Linked DNA regions of Arachis hypogaea: region 2 is linked to region 1. A link is a contact called in public Hi-C data. All regions are on one chromosome and are shown on one strand. Each heading gives the region's core, a stretch centred on a gene start, on an enhancer-like site or on the middle of the called end of the contact. The rest is flanking DNA. Distances are from core to core; before and after follow the strand shown.

Region 1 (5,619 bases), core at 1,012-3,511:
CTCCCACCCAAATAACTATATATTATATAATTATATAAATATTTAGCCATTCATCAACTAGAATAAAATTTAGAAACAAGCATGACATTTATTCCACCCTAATTATATATGTCTTCCAAAACAAACAGGAACACAGATAGCAAGTAAAAACTAAATAAAACACTAACAAGCTGAAGAGATTATAATATCATGGCAAAAGATTCGATGGTGTGAAAATGTTTAGACTATTAAATGATTTTATAATAAAATATATTTTTTAAATTTTTAATAATTGTTAAATAATTTTTATTTAATTTTACTTATAAATTAATTTTTTATATATTATAATTATAAAATTTATTTTTATTTTATAAATTATTATTTTTATCAAATTGTAATAAATATTTTAGTAATTCTAATTAATTAGAATTTTATTCTTGATCCATTACATCTGTAAATACAGGTGAATTTGTGTTTTTTAAAAATTCTATCGATTGGACATACAATACAATCCAAAATTCAATCGATTAAAATTGTCGATTGAATTTTGCAAGGCATGTGATTTTTTTCTAATTCCATCGATTGATTTTTATCATACAATCGAATGAATCGAATGAATTGTGAAAATCCATGTTGCTTTTGATGATTTCAATCGATTGGATAGTAGGAACAATAAATTAAATTAGAAAAAACTCACCTGTCTTGCAAAATTCAATTGATTGTGTATCAGTTCCAATCAATTTAATTTTGACCTAGAAATTCAATCGTTTGTCTTGTATGTCCAATTGATATCCAATCGATTGAATTTTCAAGAAACACGATTAACAGATCAAAGATAAAATTCTAATCAATTAGAATTGTCAAAATATTTATTACGATTAATAAAAAATCTAATTCGTTATTATTTTTGTTCTTGATTATTAATACACATGATAGATGAATAATAAAATAATAATTTATAAAATAAAAAATAAATTTTATAATTAAATAATATATAAAAAATTAATTTATAACTAAAATTAAATAAAAACTATTTAGCTATTATTAAAAAATTTAAAAACATGTTTTGTCAACGTTCTGAGACTATCGAATAATCTGCCTAATATCATTCAAACAACAGTTCACAAGTTGTCGAAATCCTAGCAACCTTGGATATCTTTTTTAAAATTTCAAACCTATCTCCTTTTCTTGAGGAACTCGAGCAACATATGGTCATCTTCTTTAACAAACTTGCATTCTGCAGAATATATATTGCAAATTGAATATCAACATCAGCACCATGAAAATCTTTTATAGTGCAGGCTCTTAGGTGCGATGAAAGGCATCCAGGAACGGTTTGTGTGTAACACTGATTTAGTGGATCCAATCCACTTACCGATTTCTTCTCCTGCAAGTAATTCAAGCATAGCAAACAATAAAAAATAATTTTCAATGCAAACAAAATAGAAGGGAAAACAAAAATCCTTTACTCCCCACCAACCTTTCTGATGACAAGAATTTGAAGCAAGGGACAGGATTTGAGCAGTCCAACTAGCAACCCCCATTTACAATCATACACGGAGAGCTTCATCTGAATTAGATTGCGGAAAGTGATGGCAAGAGGACTGAATTCTAGCCCAAAATAAGAATAATAATTGATTTGCAAGTCCTCAATATTTGGGCATCCTGAGAGAATCATACCAAGATATTCATCTTCTGCAAATACGACCCGCATCAAATACAAAGTTTTAAGAGCCGGTAAGTGTACTGTTAAAATACGGTCCACTATTAAGAATTCCAACTTGAGAACAACAAGGCTTGCACATGTGAGAATTCCAATCGGCAACGTTGTTATCCGAGAATGAAGCTCAATCCTCTCAACTTGACGCTGTATGGCGGTGTTGAGCCACAATTCTACATCACATTCATCACATGAGGGATACTCAAATTTGAGGCGGAAATTGAGAATGGGTTGCGTTACATCTCGCGATAGCATAACCGCGTACGCGAAGCGAACAAACAGTTCTTTGTCATATCGGAAGAGTGCGTCATCGAGGTCCACTGTGGAAACTGAGTGCCACAGATTCCTCCACCTGCTCGAGAGAATGCTTGTTGCTGCAGCCATTTTAGATTCTAGAAAAGAAAGGATGTGAACAAGAATATCATTCGATAATGCACTAATTCTATCAACTCCCGACATGGTTAGTGCCATTGTTGGATTCACTGAGAACCCAATAAATAGATTGTGCTTTAGCGAACCCTATTGCTTCTCAACTCTCAAGCATACTAATAGGGGAGTGATATTGTCCTTTGTGATTCCAACTAGGCCATTATGGTGTTGATGGTCGGTTGGATGGGACCGGATTTAATTAACTTCAAATTTAATTTTTGTTCGTCCACTTTAAGAACTTATTTTTTTTTTAAATTGAAATAAAACAGAATTAATTAAATTAGATAGATCTAAATCAATAAAAAAAGATTTTTAATATTTTTTATTTTTTAGTGTGTTTAATAAATTTTTAATAATAAAAATAAAAAAGCTAAAAAAATAAAAAAATATTTTTTAAAAAGTTACCATTTATATTTTTTTAAAATATTTTTTAAAAAAATATTTTTCACATAATAAATGAATAAAAAGATATTTTTATCTTATTTTATCTAAATATAATTGATAAATAAAAAAATTTTTTATATAAAATATTCAAATATAAAATTATTTTTATTTTTATAAAAGATTTTTTAATCATTAATTTTTTTTTTTAAAATAGCGTCCAAAATCAATTTGGACGAATCACTAACTTACCCGTCCCTTAGATGAATATGGTGAATTTGAATTAATTCTAAAATTAAATCGATTCAAATATATAATTAGAATATAGTCATATACAATTTTATAAAGATTCAAGATTAATTCAAAATTTAAATGATTAGTTAGTAATAGATTTTATTAAAAAGATAAGATTTAGTTGTTTGGATTAGATTAGATTAGAATTTGAATAAAATTATTTTTTTCTCTAAAAACAAGAATTAATTTTAGAATAGATTTGAATTATTATTTTAGTTATCTTACCCTTCTAAAGATAAGATTAGATTGAATTTTTGAATTTGAATTCTAGATAGAACTTAGGATATAAATAAGTGAACAAAATTTACGGAGCGGAGGATTTTCGAATTCCAATCTAAGATCTCATACCTTCATCTTCTTTTGCTTTAGTTTTCTTGTTATCATGAGTGACTAATTTCTTTTTGTTAAATATTAAAAACTGTTTATTTTTATATGATTTATTAATCTAAACATTTTATTTTATTTTGGAGTTATGCATTGATCTATTTTTAAAATTGAATTTTTATTATTCATTCTAAAAAATTGAAGATATTGAAAAATATTATAATTTAAATTCTGTTATTATTTTAAAAAATTTAATATCTGAATTAGTTGAAAACTCTTTTTGACTTTTTGATTTGAAAACTCTCATGCACTATTTTTTAAAATTATAACAGAATTTAAAATTCTGTTAGTTGAAAACTCTTTCTCATGACTTTTTGATTTGAAAAATTTAATATCTGAATTAGTTGAAAACTCTCATCTCCAGCACTATTTTTCAGTTTTGATTTGATTTAATATCTGAATTAGTTGAAAACTCTTTCAAATTCAATTACTAGGTGTTCTTCTCTTTGGTCTCATCTCCAGCACTATTTCAACCTTTAACCAAGGCTCCGATCATTTTGATATACTCTTGTATGTTTCTTCGTCGTTAAATTTGTTATGGATAAGACTCCATCCTCAGCAAACATGGCACCAAATTCGATTAACAGCAGCATCAACAATTTGATATCAACACAATTTCTTTCTCAAAGACCATTCAATCCAATTCAACATAAACTTGGAGAGAACAATCATAAAACATGGGAGCAACAAACTCTTGCAGCCATAAGAGGTCAACACTTACAAGATCATCTGCAAAAAGAGAAGATTCCACAACAGTTCGAAAATCAAGAAAATCAAAGAGCAGGTATTGAATCTGATCAATACACACAACGGATTCAGGATTATCAGAATCTCATATCATGGTTGCTAGCATCGATGAATTCTGTCTTTAAGCCAAAAATGGTGGGGTGCATCTACAGCTATCAAATCTGAAAAAAGATACAAGCTTATTTTCAAGAATCAACAAAATTCAGAATTAAACAATTGAAGAATCAGCTCAATTAAAGGAATCAAGAAACATGGTCTTCCAGCAACAGATTATATTTCCAAGATCAAGACCATTGCAGACTCCCTAGCAGCCCTTGGGAAACCTCTCAAAACTGAAAAACAGATACAAGTCATCCTAGAAGGACTCAATGAAGACTATCAAATGCTTCTACTAACAATCAACTCGAAACCAGATTCATTCACACCATGTGAGGTTGAAACTCTTCTGTTAACTCATGAGGATCAGCTGGAGAAGTTCAGAAAAATAAAAACTGCAATGGTTCAGGCAAATCCTGCTCAGTCTTCATATCCAACAATTCCAAATTTTAAAGAGGCAATGGAAGGCGTAGAGGAAGAAGAAATGGTAGTAGATTTCAAAGAAGTGGTAGATCTTTCTACCAATCTCCATAACCGCAATGCCAAGTGTGTAGAAAAATTGGTCACATTGCATGGCACTATTTTCACAGACTCAACCAAGAAATACCCCCACATTCACAGCCTCAACAATCAAGATTTGATACCTTTTGGTACAAATTCATGATCTGCTTCAGGTTCACAAGGCAATCCTACATCAACCCCTCTACCACCGCCAGCATCATCCTTCCACAATCCATCAACATATGTAGCTGTACCTGCATCTATTACAGACCCCTCATGGTATCCAGATTCAGGTGCATCACATCACATAGCACCTAATCCTTCAAATTTGCTCTCTGGATCACAATACACTGGTTCTGATCAGGTCCAAATTGGAAATGAAATAAGTATCCCTATTACACATGTTGGTAATTCTATTCTATACTCTATTGACTATAAAAGATGGTTTTCATTACAAAAACTAATACACACACACACCTGAAATAACAAAGAATTTAATTAGTGTTAGCAAATTTGCAAAAGATAATAAGGTCTATTTTCAATTTCATGCCACTTATTGTGTTGTAAAATGTGAATTTACTCACAAGATTTTGTTGCAGAAATTTAGAAATGGAGGACTATACAAATTTGTGAATATCTGTGTTCCTCAATCAACATCTGGTCAAACATCTCCTTCTTTGTATTCATTGCATTGTTCTTCATTAGATTTGTGCCATAAGAGGCTGGGGCACTCAGCCTTCAAAACTGTACAATTAGTACTAAAACAATGTAATATTTGCTTCATTGATATTAATAAAATAGATGTGGACTTTACAGCTAGAGTTTGTAAAAACTGTGCAAAGGCACAGATGCATAAACTATCATTTGTTAGTTCAATTACTGAGTTTAATTACCTTTACAACTAGTTTTCTCTGATGTGTGGGGCCCTGCACCACTAATTTCACACGGGCTATGTATTATGTTACATGTATAGATGCTTATAGTAAGTATACTTGTACATACTTATTAGTGGATAAATCCCAGGTGTTTCATGCTTTTCTTCAGTATAAAGCATATATTGAAAATCTAACAAACTGTAAAATTAAAGA
Region 2 (5,608 bases), core at 1,203-3,702, 140 kb after region 1:
GGGTCTTAGGCTAGGTCGGGTTCCGGGTGTAGGGTCGGGTCAGATTCACTGGCCCAGATCCAAGACCAAAAAAAAAAACACGTAATATAAATAAAATAATTAAATTATTTATTAAAAAAAATTCTAGTTTCAGTTTTTTTTTTTGTTGCCCACGGTATCCCCCAACCCGACAGGTTAAAAATTAATCCGTCGCAGATCTGAGCTCCATTTAAAGGTCTGCCGCTGACCAATGAGTTGCTGCATGCACAAGGCGAGATTTGAACCCCCGACACTTGCTTAAGCAGACGAGTGAGTTGACCACTCGACTAACCCAAGTTGGTTTTCTAGTTTCATTTTTATTTGTTCTATTAAACCAATTGGGTCCAAGACAAAAAACAAATGGGTCCAAGACCAAAAAAGAATCCAATTGAGTCCAATCCATCGATCGCAGTCCAAAAACAACTGTGACCACCTATATATTAAATCTACAATCTACGACCAAAAAAATATCTATAATTTTATTTTGTATTTTAATAATATTATTTATATACTAAATACTCTTAATATTAGTATAATATTTAAATATTTTTTAATTAATAAAACAAAAAAATACATGCTAATTGTTAAGAAAATACTGATATTAAAAAATATAGACATAGTGAATTGTTTTTTCTTTTTTATGTTTGTAATTTGTAATGAATATTCAAACACTAAAATAACACAATAAAATATATATATATATATATATATATATATATATATATATATATATATATATATATATATGGGTACAATTATATTTTCATATAGTGGCAGATCTAAGGGGGGCCTAAGGTGGCCATGGTCCCTCCAAAATTAAAAAAAAAAAATAGTAAATAGTAAGAATTAATAATATTAAATTTATTTTTATATATAATATTAAAAAAAATATAAGTTACAAAATTTTATAAATTAAAATAATTTAAAACTGCATTATGTATTAGATATTTGAATTATTGTTGCTCTTATTAACAAATAGCCTATTTTAATAATTAATAAAAATAGTTCTATTATACTAGCCTAAGCTCATATTATTAATTAAAGTAATACTAGTACATTTTTTAAATATTTGTTTCAAACCATCAGAGGTATCAGCGCTACTTTTCTCTCTCTTTTAGTGGTTTCTAAACTTTTGTTCTTCTACTCTTCTCATTCTAATTTTCTTTCCATACTAAAATAAGACATATGAAGAAAAACCATTAAAGACAAGTGAACAGCAAAATATTAATCATTGAATGCACAACAAAAATTTAAAGAGGTATATTTCAATTTTTTTAAGTTAATAACAATGTCAAGTATTATTTATATTATTTATTTAAAATAATTAATTTATTTTTTTTATAATGGACAGTGTTCAAAGATTGAAGTGAGGGCAAAACTCAATAGAATTATTTTTGGGTGAGACTTGGAACAAAAAAATAATCAGGTAAATCAATAACTTTATTTTTGATTATTATATATTTGTGTTTCTAAAATTATTTGTTATTGCTCAATAGATTTAATATTTTTTTTAAAGAAAATAATATATATGCAATTATTTTTATTTTTTATTTGTTAGATAGTTCAAGTTAAGTTAAAAATGTCAAAGATGAAAATAATTCACTCATTTTTCAAGAGAAAAGAGAGAATATATGATGAACAAAATTCAGTTTCAGATTCTTTGAGTAATGTTCAAAATATTATTGAACAACCTGTGACACAACTTGTTGAACAAGATTAAAAAATATCAAAATCTTAAAGTATGTAGTCGAACATTAACTTTTATATAATATAATTACTTTTTTGATATATATGCTACAAATCATATTTTATTAATTTTTTATTATATTTTATATTTAATTAGCACCCCTCTTATGAAATTTCTGTTCCGCCACTGTTTTCATATATATTGATTCAAGGAAAATTAATTTTAGCACAGAGAAAAATTTTCCAAAATAAAAAACGTATCTTTCCCCCTTTTTAGTAAATGAATAGACAAATACATAACCATCCTAATGTTATTATATAAAAAATGATTGTACAATTCCCATGTTTTTTTCAAAATAATTTTTAAACTTGAGAAAACTTAAACCAGCAGCAAATTAAAGAAGTCAATAGAGCTAAAAGAGAAGTCAACTGTGATGAATGAAAAACAGAATTTACTGACAATATAATTTGGTTGCCGCGGTCTTCGGTAAGCTCTCTCCTTTCTATTTTCAATTGAATTGATCCAAAACAACTTCGTAGAGATCACCAACCACTCTACCAGGAAAATTCATACAAACGCGCACACGAAATTCTAAATAATTTTCCGAAAGAAATTTCCGATATAATTTCCAATAAAACTACACTCAATTTACCTAACTGTGACACTTTCTATATAGTCTTCCATAAATAATCAAATTGTAAATTATCATCTAAAACACCAACATTATTCTATACGTCAGGCAACAACTCTACGCGAAATCAAACAGCGTTTTTCACTTTTTTTTTTTTTAGTTAAATTTCCCTTCATAATAACCATTCTTATATAAACCACACTCTACTCCTGCCCTTTCATCTCAAACACACTTTCATAATCACATATATCAAAGTACTATACTCTATATAGTAGTGTTTGAATTTGATTATTTTTAGAACAAGTAAAAGTTTACTCATAAGTTATAAGCCTTTTGATTTTATATATGGAATCTATTAGGCCAAGCACACTAGAGATTATGGTTATATCCGGCGAGAATCTATGCATGAATCAGAATCCAGTGAAGGAAGCTTATGTTGTGATTCGAGCTGAGTCCCTCAAATGTTGCACGACAAAGATGGTGAAATACGGTGGCGAAAACACTTCGAGCTTGCTCTCGTGGAATGAGAAATTCTTGATGGACATACCCCTGCATGCAAGGTCCATAACCTTTGAGGTGCAATGCAAGAACTCAAACGGCGCCGTTAGAAGCGTTGGCGTGGCAAGGATAGCCATTTCCCATTTTCTTGGAGAGAAGAATAATGTTAATGGTAATAAGGGAATTTATGAATGCACCATGCAGAAGATGATGAGTTATAGGTTGAGGGATTGGGATGGACGGCGAAATGGGGTTATCAATTTCTCGGTGAGGGTGGCAAAGCTGCCGGAGGAGGATCCTTTATTGGAAGCAACAGCGGTGGTGCCGGAGCCGGCGAAGGGAATGCCAGTGAGGAGTTGTGGATTTGAGGGAAGGGTTTTGGGGTTTAAGGTGGATGAGAGTAATAATTCAAATGGGGTAGCTGTTGGCATTCCACTTTGGTGGAGTTACCCTAACAATATTTAATTTTAAAGTTGTTTTTTAGTTATTTTCTTAATTCTTTTGTGACGGAGAGGAAGTTAATAATTATTATTACAAAAATGTTATTTATATACTAAAATTAATTATTAAATTCTGTCTTTAATTTATTTTAATGTGTATTTTATATTTTAAAATATATTTTATCTATCAACCATAAAAAAATATTCTATCTTAATAGCTAATTTTAGTGTACATCTAATATGTTTGTTATTATTATATAATGTTTGTTGATTTTGAGTTTGTTACCCACATAAATAATACTGTTTAATTTACTTTAATCAACTTAGATTGGTCGAGTGATCAGTTCACTCATCTACTAATTAAGTGTCGAAAATTCGAATCCTACCTTATGCATGCAGCAATTTATTGGCCAATAACAAACTCTTAATTATGAAACTCATATCTGTGTCAAATTAGTTCTTAATCTATCATATTCAAAAAAAAAAAATCCCGCAAATATAGCATTAGAGCAATACATATTAGGATTTGGTTCTGGTTTTATGGTTTTAAGTGCGAGGGAAAATTATATGTATTCAAGCTAGTTAATTATTGTATTTATATTCATACAAGAACTTTTTATTGTTTATAATTTAAAATTATTGACAAGAGTTTAATTTTAACTTTTTTTAAGAATAATCATTCATGGCCAATATTTATTGGTGAAAGGAATTAGATCTATTAATATTTAGAGAAAGTATAGGGAGACAATGAGTTTAATAGTATTAGTAGAATTATTAGATAATTAGAGGTTAGTAACATTTTAATTTCATTTTTATATGTGTGTATTCTTTACTTTTTTTTAATCAAAATATTCTATCATAATTTATTATTTAAGGCAACTGAATATGAGCGAAAGGGGCTTGATTGATGAAGAAACTTAAGATGCTATGAGCCTCTAACCTTTTTATCCGAAAATATTGATATCATCTTTGATGCGTGTACCTAAAAGGCTAAAAACTTGAATACTATGTGTGACTGTGTGAGTGTGTATGAGAAGCTTGATTATCACAAAAATTTTATCAATGACATGTTTTTCTTGAAGATGATATCATAGAAGGCAGTGAAATTATTGGATGAACAAAGATATACTTGGAAAATTTATCTACTTATTCAATAAACAAAGATATTCTAATTTCTAAACGAGTTGGTATGTTTTTTTGACGAGTTAAATAAATTAAATAGTAGCTTGACGGCTTGAGCTGATAAATTAAATAAATTAATTTGTATTAAAAATAAATAAAACAAATAATTTTTAGACATTTATATTTTATAAAAGATATCTTTTACGGTATCTAAATTTCACTCGTAAAATTTGAACATTAAAAATGGACCTCACCTTATTCTATTTCTACTTTTAGGTAAATTAGACACAACTTTCATAAATACTGAATAATTCCGATCCCCTTTATAAAAGTCAAGCAAATTTCTTTTCAATGAAAACTTTCACCAATTGCTACCACAAGAGTAAATTTGGGTCCAATGGAAGAACCATATGAGAGCATATAAAATTATAAAATGAAAAGATACTAATACATTTAATTCAAAATCTTCAGATATTATATTTATGAGTTTCTTAATTTTTATAACTCTTCATTTCTTATTTTTTTTCAATGTCGAACTATCTCTAAATTATTGGACTGTATAATTGTATCATGTCAATCTTACAAAAATCACTAATTATTCTCATTTGTCATATGACTTGTATCGGTCGTTTTTATTAATAGAAATGACCATTATTCACAATTGATACTTTTATCCTGTTTTAAAATTTTTTGAGATTGTAGTTAACAAAAATTTAATTATTTTTGTCCACAAATTAATTATTCAAGAATATTTTGATGGTTAACTCTTAATTTGCTTTACCACTCCAATGAAGTGCACCTTAAATTCCTTTCTTAATAGATAGCAGCAAATGGTACTTACTAAATGAAAAGTGCAAATATTGAAATATAACATGGAAGTTCTAATTACATTGAAGTTTGAGAAGACATAAATTTAACAAACTAATTTACAGGCCCATCATCAATACAACCTTGGAAAATAATCAATGACAAAATAGTAGCAGGTGTCAATGACAACTTGAATGAAATAAAACCAAATCCGTCGCCAATAAGGACTTATATAGAAAACCGCCACCATCATCAACACCACCATTGTCCAAGACACTGCCATGCTAATATAGAAAACATACATGTCCATGAAACCATTGTCTCTGTCTCCCTCCACACCTGGTGAATGTAAAGTTGGTTGTCCACTATGATCAGCACAAGGATTTCTCAAAGGTGGTCCACAAA

What was found. Hi-C and Micro-C count contacts between places; a contact is called where the count stands out from the background.
Region 2: a Hi-C map of an unstated tissue shows a contact between it and region 1, with 3 times the contacts expected there. The contact joins the promoter of LOC112794413 here to the promoter of LOC112794409 in region 1. A contact is called at or near these places in 2 of 8 Hi-C or Micro-C datasets (leaf and an unstated tissue).

The regions. Positions count from the first base shown.
Region 1 is chr4:113,802,269-113,807,887 of arahy.Tifrunner.gnm2.J5K5, forward strand. It overlaps LOC112794409 (F-box/FBD/LRR-repeat protein At4g26340-like), which reads right to left and starts at 2,262. Exons shown (of 2, transcript XM_025836442.3): 1 at 1,460-2,262; 2 at 999-1,366. The coding sequence starts at 2,170. The coding sequence ends at 1,085.
Region 2 is chr4:113,940,288-113,945,895 of arahy.Tifrunner.gnm2.J5K5, forward strand. LOC112794413 (BON1-associated protein 2) reads left to right here and starts at 2,453. Exons shown (of 1, transcript XM_025836449.3): 1 at 2,453-3,421. The coding sequence starts at 2,682. The coding sequence ends at 3,299. It overlaps LOC112797366 (cuscuta receptor 1-like), which reads right to left. Exons shown (of 8, transcript XM_025840268.3): 8 at 5,234-5,608. The coding sequence ends at 5,337.